2 separate regions of the Gossypium hirsutum genome follow, and region 2 is linked to region 1. A link is a contact called in public Hi-C data. All regions are on one chromosome and are shown on one strand. Each heading gives the region's core, a stretch centred on a gene start, on an enhancer-like site or on the middle of the called end of the contact. The rest is flanking DNA. Distances are from core to core; before and after follow the strand shown.

What was found. Hi-C and Micro-C count contacts between places; a contact is called where the count stands out from the background.
Region 2: a Hi-C map of leaf shows a contact between it and region 1, with 4 times the contacts expected there. The contact joins the promoter of LOC107896301 here to the promoter of LOC107896303 in region 1. A contact is called at or near these places in 24 of 34 Hi-C or Micro-C datasets (anther, callus, fibers and 5 more).

The regions. Positions count from the first base shown.
Region 1 is chrA05:81,514,798-81,521,047 of Gossypium_hirsutum_v2.1, reverse strand. LOC107896303 reads left to right here and starts at 3,001. Exons shown (of 1, transcript XM_041112513.1): 1 at 3,001-6,250. The coding sequence starts at 3,354. The coding sequence ends at 5,804.
Region 2 is chrA05:81,710,721-81,716,970 of Gossypium_hirsutum_v2.1, reverse strand. LOC107896301 (potassium transporter 4) reads right to left here and starts at 3,833. Exons shown (of 10, transcript XM_016821448.2): 1 at 3,607-3,833; 2 at 2,550-2,790; 3 at 2,211-2,456; 4 at 1,394-1,444; 5 at 1,007-1,267; 6 at 845-897; 7 at 516-630; 8 at 175-429. The coding sequence starts at 3,660.

The DNA of each region.
Region 1 (6,250 bases), core at 1,752-4,251:
ATTTGTACTTAATCAAAACATGTAATAATATATATATAACTAATGAAATTTCACATTTATACAATCAACTAGTGGAAAATAATATAATTATAAAGAAAAACACATATACATTTCATTACACTATGAATTTACTTAGATTATGTTTTCGATTGACTCGAACGGACTAATCAACAATTTCCTCTTTTCCCCGATTAATCTCCGTACAATTTAATTATTGATATGCAAGGAAATTTACAAGGCCGAAACTTCAAGGTTCTCCCATGGTGTTTTCTATCTTCAATTTTCGGTGGTGGAAAATATAAGGAAAATGACCATAATGTATATTTTATGTTTTCATTTGTTTTAATTATTTTAAACGTTTAATTTAATAAATAAAAATCTAATAAAATGTGTACTAACTGTCCCACTAACAAAAAAAATGGTCTATTCACTTTTAAATACTTAAACATATCTTAATTATACCCTTAAGTCAATAAAAATCAATAATGATGAAATTTTATATATTTTACAATTCAATCCTTTTTCATAAATTAACTATTTAAACAATAAAATTTTCGAACCGAATCGAACCTTCACTTACCTATACAATGGTTCAATAAGTATTTAATAACAATATTTACTAGCTCGGTTTTCAGAAACGAGGTCCCGATGCCTCATTTTTTTAAATCACTTGACTTTTGGGACAACAACTTATATTAACCATTTATTTCAATTAGCTAAAATTCTTCAAATAAAAATTCAATATAAAATTATATTTTAACCCATATAATTTAAATGCTAATTATTACGGATTTACGCATTGAATTTGTGGTCCCAAAACCTCTGTTTCCGACACCACTGAAAAACGGGTTGCTACACTGTGTTTGTGTCAACGTTATCGCTTGTGCTTCTTTTTTTAATAAATTTTTTGTTCCTTTTATCAGAAATATTTTTTTGCTTTCAAAATATTGTTTTAGTTGAAGAAAATGTTCTAGCTATTGCAAAATATTTTCAGTTGGGGAAAATCCTTTACTATTTTTGAAAACTGGCACTGCTATTTTATCATTTTGTCCCTTCAAAAAATAGTACAAATAGTAGATCATTCTTCTTTTTTATATTTTTTGCTTTGTTTTTCAATTCCTCCTAAGAAGAGCAATGTCATTTGTGTTTCACCTTCTTTTCGGGTATACGAATATTGAAGTACTGTGTTAACCTTGGAATGCGACGTCTACTAAACAATTATACCAATTAAGATAGATCTACTTCTAAAAAGTGGTTCTTTCATGGCACAATGATTATTTTATTTATTTACACTCAGTTTATTTATCCTGTCAGTGCTAATTATTTCGTTTGATAGTAGTATATATCCAACAAAAGTAAAAGTCATATATATGATATCAACTATATAACCCACACATTGCTAAATATTATCTCTTACACTCTAAAACTACTATCGTTATGGACTCTTTGCACCATATATAATACCAACCACCATCTTTATCTACCCTAACAACTTATATAATATAATTGTTATAAATTTCATTATATATTTTCATTTTCATATAAAACTATAAGACAGTTTGGTTACTAGTGCTGCTGAACATAGAATTTGAAAAAAAAAAAAAAAGAGGATAATTTAGCGAACAAGAAAACATGAGAGTTTTTGCAGGAAGTGTTGTTGTTGTTAATGGGGTCAAGTGAAGTCATAATATACTAACTTGGTAGTATTGTATCCATTTATGATGCTCAATCATTATGCAATGCTTGAAGAAGCTGCGCTGACAGATTCAGTCCCATTTTCTGGCCTTAAACCCTGCAAGGGATGTTTGCTCAAAATCTATGCCATTAAATTTTCTTCGGACTGATGCTGCTATTTATTTGTTCTTATGGGGACCAACAAAGAATAATTCTTTCCACATAAAATTAGATTATACCACAATCACGGTTGCCAAAATTTTATGGAATAAAATTATAAAAAAAATGAACAATTAAATATGAGTTTATTAAAATAGTAAAAATTAAATAATAAAACCTATGAATTTAAATATAATTTTTTGATAATTTTACAATTGAATTGAAATCCGATTAATGGTGCTAATTCAATCAAATAAATTACATAATATAGATAAATATAGATATGATTGTTAAATATCTATATTAATATTTAAAATTTTGATTAAATTGGTATGACTCTTAACCGAGGTTAACTCAATTATAAATTTACTAAAAAAAACTTTTTTATTTTTATAAAGAAATAAATATTATTTTGAAGGTAGTTTTATTTTTTATTTTTATGTTTTTATATAAAATTTAAAAAATACATGCACATGATAGACATCAAACTCAATACATTATAAACCTTATCAATTTTATCATTTCAAATAAAATCATATTTATTATTTTATCAATTTTTATAAATTTAGTAAACAATAATTTTCATTAAAAAGAAAAAAAAAGATGATAAATGTGAAAGGGTGAGTGATATTGTATTAAGAAACTTGGAATGGATTTGGCAAATTGAAATAGGCAGGCATGGGCCGTGGGGGGAGGTGGGAATACAAAGGATTATTATGAGACCCTTTTATTTTTATATTTCCTCAAATTTCGAGAGAGGAGCGTCTATGACCGTGAAGTTGAACCAGAGGCTCTTAAGTTGACCCCCCCACAATCACTACCCTTTTTACCCACTATTGCCTTTGTCTTCCCCAAACTCCTTTTTTGCCTGCCTCCCCATCTAAAACCCTAATTGCCTTTATTATTTCAATTTCCTTCTTCTTCTTCTTTTTGGCTTTAGGGTTTTTTTCCCCTTCATTTAATAAATTATTATATTGATTGACGTAACGTTTCCTTGCAACAAATGGATGGTGATTTGGCCTATATATCATGCAGTGGAAACTAACGGCTAAATTACTTTGAACTGAAATCCTATGGTATAAAATATATTTATTTAAATCTGCTAAATGTTTATTTCCAATTCAAATTGCCCTCAATTATGATGTGGAAATTACGTGGCATCTCAATTATGCATCAAGGAAGAACCATCTTAAAACGAATGAATACAAAGGATAATACATATGTTAGTGCAAATCAGCCCCTTACACTTGTTTTCATCGGCCAAATCACAGTTCAATTTAAGCAAAAGGCCGCCCACTGAAAACCAAACCAAATCAAAAAGGAATCTTATATTGTTTGATCGTCTAAAATTTCTTTTCTTTTTTTCCCTTTTGATGTCATTTTTCAACCCCAAGAAAACAAAGCTCAACAAGACTACTTTTCTTCCACAGCTCAACTCTCTAATATCCATCCATGGAAAGCAAAATATAATCCCACCTTAGTTCTGATCTCTTATCCATGCTCTAAGTTTTCCTTCGAGGATGGTTCAAAGAAAGGTGCCCAACAAACTTGGTAATGGAATCCAAGGTGATCTCCTTAAATCAGAAAGGCTGTTGGGAAGCCTCAAACCATCATATTGTCAGCACCAAGCAACTGACTTGAAGAAAAAATTGAAAAAATCAAGGTCAATTAAGCTCTCAGAAGGCAGTCTAAGATCATCATCACCTTTGAGGAAAACCATTGCACAACCTGGAAAACTACCACCTCTCAATGTTCTTCCAGCTGCAACTTCACAAAATAAATCTGTGATCAAAGCTGTCGATGGATCACCAAACTACATGAAGTCTACCAGCAGTTCCAAGGCCAAAAAGGAGAGTTCTCCGGTAAGTTCTCTAGCCGGTTCAGACAGCAAGAATCTAAATAGAAGATGTTCAACCGGTTCTATCAGCTCTGATTCTTGTAATAAGGCTGCTGGTGCTAGAACTCTAACAAGGACATCTAATTTGAAGCTAGTGAGGACTTTGACAAAATCTCCTACTTTCAAGCCGGCTAGAGCTTCCGCCAAAAAATGTTCCAGGGTCGCTCTATGTGCAGATATGAATGTACAGAGGGCTACCTGTTCTTCAACTTTAAAGGATTCAAAGTTTCCCTCATATCTCATGCTGAATCATGGGACTGAGTCTGAGGGAACTTCTATTATCAAGGTCTGCTCATATACTTACTGTTCCCTTAATGGTCATCACCATACTCCTTTGCCTCCATTGAAATGTTTCTTAAAAGCAAGGAGACGTTCTATGAAAACCCAGAGAAGCATGAAGATGGAAGCTTTGAGCCCTCGTAGTGTAAAGCCTTCTGGTGATGGAACGGAGGGGGGTGACGAAGAGCCTGTGGTTTTTGCTGACAGGCCCACCAGCAATGGAGTGGATTTGGATATCTCCCCTTCTCATTTGATGCAAGGGGGAGCCATGGATTTCTTCATTGAAATCTATGCAAAAAACAAAGGAAATAACGCTGAAGCAACCTATGGAAGCACACAAATGAAGGCCAAGGGAAAGGATAATTCTGGATATGACAATGAAACAGGGGTAGAGCTAATTTCAGAGAGTTCATCTGAAGGATCACCAGACTTTGAGGTTGACTTTGATGAAAATATTGAACATTGTGGTGACATTATTTCCAAAATTGATGATATCAGTGAAAAGCTGAAACAAAGAGACGCAGATGAAGAATCTAGAGGAGTTCTGATTAAAGAAGAATCATCACCCTTGAACTTAAAAGGTGATAAGCACGAAAGCGCTTCAAGGGTTGACGTGGACCATGCTATGTTTGAAGTTATTGATTTGGAGTGGGAAAAGTGGCAATTTTCTGCTTCAGAGCCTGATTATGAAGCCCATTCTTCAATGGAATCTGATTTGGATACTGGGGATTCGTCAGAAAGTCATAGGGATAATCTGTGTGATGAAATTCTGATCAATTCAGATGAAAGTAACAGCAACACTGCAAAGGAGGTTTCGGCTGATAGAGCAGAACAAGCCTTTGAAGAAACCTTGAGCTACAACCAAGTTTCCTCCACTGAAGACATGTTGGAGGTATCGGCCATGGAAGAAGAATACACTGAAACAGATTTGATAGGCATCTTTACAACAGCTTCTTCAAGAAAGAAGTTACATGAGGAACCAACACCAGGCAAGGAGAAAATGCTGGATAATGGAGTTCCTGGAACAGTTAATGATGTTTCTGAAGCACTAGAAGTTCCTGAAAAAAGCAGCACTATTGATTTGAATGAAGAAGCTTTTGAATCAACCAAGCAATTTCAGCTCCACTCATTTAATAAGTTGAAGCAAGATGAAACAAATGAAGATTACAACATAGTCTGGAAGCCGGGGGATACGGAAGGAGATCAGATTGACACCAGCGGTGATTTCTGTCCAGAAAATAAACTTCCAAGTGGTGAAACGGGAGACAAAACGGAAGCAGAGAAAGTAGCTTATTCCGAATTATTGATTGGATTCCTTGGTTTATCTCATGTTCTACCAAGGGCAGATGATGACTTTGAGGTAGAAGACAATGAAAGGTTTTCAACTCGAGATACTGCTCTAGAAAGCCTTTTTTCCCAGAGTCAAGATCATCTGTCAGAGAGCCAACATAAGAATGTACATGTTATAGACAATCAGAGTGCCCTAGAGGAAGATCAAGAAGAAGCTAAGTTAAAAGTTCCTACTTCCATGGATCCAGAGGAGCATAATGGTTCAAGGATGCATAAAACTCGTTTAGCTGATGGCAGTGAAGTTGGGACAATGGAATTCAAGGATAGTGCTACTGCTGGATTGGATGTGGCAGAAACATACCCTGCAGCAAATGATAAAACTAAAACCAGCCCCAAGCCAAGAAACAAGTTCTCCTTCACTAGAAGCAATGCTAAGGAAGAAGTGCCTGAAAATCATAACGACAGAAAATGGAAAATTGGGTGCAAAAGACATGAAGATAACTGAGGAGAAAAAGAAATTCAACCCACAAGAACCAAACTTCTTGCCTGTTGTTCCAGAGCCAGATGCAGAAAACGTTGATCTCAGGCATCAACCAATGGATCAAAGGAAAAATGCAGAGGAATGGATGCTCGATCATGCACTCCAACAAGTTGTCACCAAACTTGCTCCAGCTAGAAAACGAAAGGTGGCATTACTTGTTGAAGCCTTTGAAACAGTCCAGCCAAGAACTAAATGTGAAACTCATTTGAGGCAAACTTCAACAGGCTTTGGCCATGGACAGTCCATTCAAGCTTGTAATTGATAATTTTATAGAGGTAATTAAGTAACTCATTATTCCAAGTCCATTCCTTGTTATTGTTAATTGAAGGAAAGGAGGCAGTTTCTCCTAAGTTATGTGTCGAGTGGAGAGTGCCTAGTTCAACTACTAGAATTTGAGTGCCTAGTTCAAC
Region 2 (6,250 bases), core at 2,584-5,083, 200 kb before region 1:
AAGTCAATTTCCATGACTGAGGCTATAGGCAAGGAAAAGCAATAATAAAGTTCGGCCATGATTGAAAATACCCACTTAACACTTTATATAGGCACAGAATTTAATTATTATTTAATCATATTTTTGTCAAGAATATTTGAGGAGAGAAGAAGCAGTTATCAGAGAACGAATTACCATAAGCATTTCCAATTAAAGTAGTACTTCGAAATCCAATAGTTATTGCAAGAGTAAGTATCATGAGTATCCAGTTTATTTCTGGGATGTAGATCTGTCCAAGTATATGTTTTGAGGTGTGAACTACTTTGACTCGAGGGAAGCATCCAAGGGCATGGCATTGTTTAATTAAAGAAAAAGTGGCAGTTATAATAGCCTGACTCCCAACAATAGTTGCAAGGGTGGCAATCACAAAGATAGGCCAAAAAACCGGACCTGCAATGGTAAAGTGAAAAATTACACAAACTTAAATGTTGTAACAATGTTTAGAAGCAATACAGTTGCTGTCAGATTGCACTAACCAGGAATTGAGTCATAAAAACTGTTAAGAACTTTTTGTGGGTTTCTTGACAAGAACGCAGCCTGACCCATGTATTGGACAACCAGACATGGGTATACTAAGAATGCAAATGCAAGCTGCAGAATCAGGAAAAATTATCAGGTTTCTTCCTCATACATTAGTCAAAAGAAAGGTTCAATTAGCAAGTTCTACAGATGTAGCTTAATATAGCAAGAGGATTAGACATGTATGTCAAGAGAATAGAACACTTTCACCTTCAATCCAAAATTTACTATCACATGCTAGGAGAGGGAAAAAAGAGAGTACAAACAAAGGAGGAACTACACTCACCCTAATTGATAAGGCAGTGAAATGACCAAGGTCTGCAAACATAGCTTCGGTGCCTGATGAAACCCAAAAATTGCACATGATCACTAACTCAAACCAACAACCATCTAAGTCAATTAAAATAAAAGTTATGCTGTAATCTGTTGATAATCAAATGCAACCTACCAGTTACTGAAAGAAGGATCCCTCCTAGCGAAAACCAGCCATCTTTACCGGTCTCTCTAAAGAACTTGATAATATAATATGGGGAAATAGCGCGAACAATCTTTGGGTTCCAAAATATTATGTTGTACAAGCCAATGGAAAAAATTGATACCAGCCAGATGATCACAATTGGTGCAAACATAAAAGCTACCCTGCGTGTTCCAAAATGCTGCAGGGCAAATAGGCCCACCAATATGACACAAGCAAGCACGACAATTTCACCTAGGTTAAAAATAAAGCCAATTTATTAAGCACTACAGGAAAAACGAAACATCAAGAGAACTTGTGAACCCAAAACTTAGTAGAATTAATAAAGGAAAAGAAAACCAAAATTGAGAACTGAATTACCACTAGCTAATTTCTTTTCAGTAACTTGAAGTCCAGAAACGGATGACAGAACTGCAAACATAGAAACAGTTAACCCCTTAACCATTGGAAGAAAGAAATCAATTAACACAGCCAGTTGAAGACAAAAGGGCACAAGTACAGCAACAAAACAGAGGGAAATTTTAGTTAGATGATGAAATATCAAAATTCAAACAGGATCCACCACGAACATATACTAGAGGCAGGAGGATTCGTGCAAACACTTGACAAAAGAGCAAACATGGAAGTCCAGGATTGCACTGCTATGCTCATGAAAGTATTTGTGATGATCGGTCCCCATAATTAGATCATTGGAGATCAACTATGTCCCATTGAGAAAGAGGCACATTGAATGAATCAACATAGTTGTGAAAATCCCAACACGACATGCAAAGTTGCCACACTGATTGCATGGTCGGGCAAATGGTTCAAACAAGAAAATTGAGGAAAAGCATTGGCTTCGCCATCTCCTCTAGTTTGGGATCATATAGTTGTTGGATTTTGTCTATAAAAGGTAAAGTCCCAGCAAAAAAGTATCTTGTTTTGTTCATATGCAAAATCCAGCAGAGCTCTTCATCAAAGTTTCTTCTCAAGCTCAGAACCTTAATCCACAATCATTTACTAAAGTAATGTAATAAAAGTTAGCATCAATAGCTTTGCTTATTGTCCCACGTGCCACATATGATAAAGAGGAAATTCCAAGAAAGAAAAAGTATTGAAACTTTATAATCCACAGCCACAAAGATGATAACCTAAGAATTTGCAATATTAAAATTTAGTTAGCCATATAAATATCTACCTGATATTGCCGGAGTGAGCACACCATCACCTATGACCATAGAAGCACCAAAGAGTACCACAACAAGAAGGGCTGTCCTTAACGCTTTATGCTTCTCCAAAAATCGCTTCAATGGAGAACCAGTGGCCACCTGCATCGAGGGCCCATATTTGTAGGCGGAGAGTTCTTCATCAGCTGCTTGCTGATTGGGAAGCAAGCTAAATTTTGCATGCCTACAAAGCAGCGAGTAAAGAGCAAAAGTGCCACCTGATAAGAAATCATGTAAACATGATGTTAAATGGTTAGCCAAAGTTTTATAGGAGAGTAATATCCATTATGAAATTTAATGATTCACCACACCTTCACCGCTATCATCTGCACCCAGCATGATAAACACATATTTAAGAAGGGGTATCAATGTAAGGGTCCAAAAAATCAAGGAAAATGCTCCAAATATTGCATCTTCATTCTGATGATCCTGCAAGTTCCCTATGAACGTGCTTGAGTAAACATAAAGAGGTGAAGTGCTCAGGTCTCCATACACCACCCCGAGGCTCTGGTATGCTAATATTAGGTTCCTGGAGAGATTGACCCATGAAAGCTGCAAAAGTGATTCAGGTACTTAAAACAATTTTGAGTTTCAAATAAAAACAAATGATAATGCCACGATTAATGCCGGAACACACCTAGACCCAAAACTCCAGCAAAAGCAGTGGTCAATATAGAAAAATATTGAGTAGAAAAGGAAATATCCTTTCTTTTTTTAATATATTAAAAGAAAAAAAATAAAGAATTAAAGAAATTCAGGCCAACATTTGATTTTACTAGGAATTAACACCAAAGTGATCATATGCATGTCATATTGGTTTTCAAGATGCGTTTTTTGATAACAGTGGCCATTAGATCAATGATTTTGCTCCAGTGATTTACATGTATAAGACACATTGATTGAACTGGAATTCAGAAATTGGTTTACTACGTATAAGCACAACATTCTAGCAAAAAAAAAGTGACCTTTATTCAACCTTCCTATAATCGGGGTGCGGATCCATGAGGAGGATAAAAAATATTTGAAATTTATGTTATAACTATATTATATCAGAAGAAAAGGTTGAAAGAAAGAAAGAAAGAAAAAAGATGACATGGACAGTAAAGTAAGCCGAAAAAAAGGCAGAGGTTAGGTTAGTAAAAAACTAAAAGCCTAAAAGAGTGACGAAGCTACTAGAGCAGCTTAATTGAATTTGAAAGTAGAGCTGTGACTGAGAGAAAGAGATAAGTAAAAAACAAGGGAGATGCCATCAAGATTGTAAAGCATCGGAAACCGAAGAGATCGCAGATAAGAAATGAAATCAAAATTGAAAACCAAATACACAAGAACAAGATTCAAAAATCTTAAAATAAATAAATGAACACTAACCGAGGAAGGATTTCGCGGAGGAGAAGGAATCGAAACTCCTGATTCCGGCCCCATTGAAAGCAGACTCAGAGAGTGTGTGTGTGTGTGCGTGTTCTTTCAATTCTGCGGCTCCCTAATCCTAATCCGAATCTCACCTCCCTCTATTGTTAATTTCATCTTACATTTCCATCTCCATTTTTATTCCATCTTATCTAATGAGCGTCCCCTCCAAATAAATCTAAAACTGCTTATGGTTCATTTATATGGTCTTTATATGTTATGATAATGACTTGTCTCATTCAATGACTCCAGTCCAGTAGTCGTTGGTTTGGTTGGATGGACTTGTACTCTTTTCCTTCTTAATTTTCTTTTTCTTTATATCTAATGAAAATCTAGTAAATAAAAAATATCACATTCGAAAGATACCTACTCAATGCTCAAACAAAAAAAAGATACCTACTCCTTCATTAATACTGCTTTTACTTTTTTTTTTTACTTATTTTTAAAAATAAATTATATTTACCCTACTGCTTTTTAAATAAAATTTAAAAATAAATTAATATTCTTTTTTATTTTGTATTTATGCATGTGCCTCTTTATTTTTATATGAATGAAAAAAATTATATAAAATATATTTATTAAAAATTTACTTAGAAAATAAATAAAAAGAGATTGTTAAATTCATGGTGTCTTACCCTTATATTTAAATCTTATTGTATGTTAGATTTTATCTTTTTTTAAAAAAAAACTTTTAAAAGATAAAAAAACCACTTTTATAATGATATAAATTTATGAAAATAATAATTTTTTTGTTATTTTAAACTAAATTAATGTTGATTAACTCATAACACCAACTCAATTAAAATTTTAAATAATAATATATATTCATTTCTCTATAAAATTATAAGTACTCAATTTCGAATCTCACCAAATGCAATTGTTATGTGTGAGTTTTTGATATCATCATGTATAGTTATCATAATTGAGCAGGCCCAGGCTTAAGGGTTGTTTCAGAGTGAAACCGCCTGGCTCAGGGTTGGAAGGGGTTCAAAAAAAAATTTAACTTTTAATGTGAGAAAAAAATTAGACTAAAATAAATTAATTAAATGTCTACGACTTTCAGTTTTTGACCTTAAATGCTTATCTCCTAAGGTACTAATTTTTTTTTAACTTTTATTATATTACATTTTATAATTTTTTTTAAAAAAGGTTCAATTTATTGTTTCGTCTAGAGTCTAAAAATATCGAGAATCAGCCTATAAGTAAGATTAAACCCATAGATAAATTTTATCCGAATTATTCTAACTCTTTATTTTATGTTTTATATTGATTTAATATACTTATATTTATAGTTATATTATTCTTGTAACAGTAATATAATTATAGTTGTAAAATCGAAATTAAAAAAAAGAGAGGCTTAACTAGAGTACAAGACTACATATTCAAGTAAGTTATTGACCATAAAATTGCACTGATCGACTCTTCGAGGACCGAAAGCGTACACCACGGCCTTGGTATGTGGCCCTCATCCTAAACCAAAAAGCAACTTGACTTTGTACTTGTAGTACGAATAAATAAATAATGGTTAATTATTAAAACTCCTCCAATTCTTATTCAAATGTTAAAATATTCTTATTAAATATTAAAGTAATAATATTTTATCAATTTAATCCTTTTATTGATCTAATCATTAGTTTAGATATTAAACACATGTATAAATCTAGCATGAAACATATTTAAAACATATGAATTTATTACATGAATAATTTAGACATGATAAGTTAAAAAAAAAAAGAAATACCTAATGATACTAGTCATTAGTTTAACATTATATCCAAACTATTAATAAAGAAGGTATACAAATATTTACAATTTAATCTATGTGTTTTAAATATGCTCGATTTTATATTTGCGTAAGTTGAAATGTAAGGTGAAGGAAGAATGTGACTGATACAATACAATATATTGAGGAGTGAAGTGGAATATTTTAAAATATAGAGGCTAATTTTAAATAAGGCAATAAATGAATATATTCCCACGGTTTGGACGCGGGACATGAGAAAGTGAATGGATGGAGACGATTTTTCAGACATGAACAGGCAGGGCCCAGGAGAGGTATTATTATTCATTAGCATTTTAAAATTTTAATATATGTTACTATATCCGAAACTAAAATTACGTATGAGCATGAGGCAAGAAGGCAGGCTTATGTAATCTCAATGTATAAGTAAAATCAATTGACTTGGATTTATTAATATAAGGACATAGTCATGCACGCCAATGGGGGTGAGGATGAAATACTAGGTATGATTCCATTTTTTTATTTTTTAAATCAAACAATGGAAGAGCTAAACTCAAGTTAATAGAAGATTTGTGGTAAAAAATTCAAATATGGTAGTAGTCTGAAGTTGATAAAGCCTTATCTGGTATTGTTTCTCAATTGTGTTGTAAAAATTCATAATTATATAAATATTCTTTTTTTAATATGTAACTATGTGTTTTGTTTATTATATATTTTGTAGAATTTTTTATTTTTTACATAATTATAATTTTAAAAAATATTTTTATAATTTGAAAAAATAAACAATGAATTTTCAGAATTTTTTAATATTTTAATATTTTTTTTAGAATTATTGTTAAAAATGCTGTAAAAGTATCAAATTGA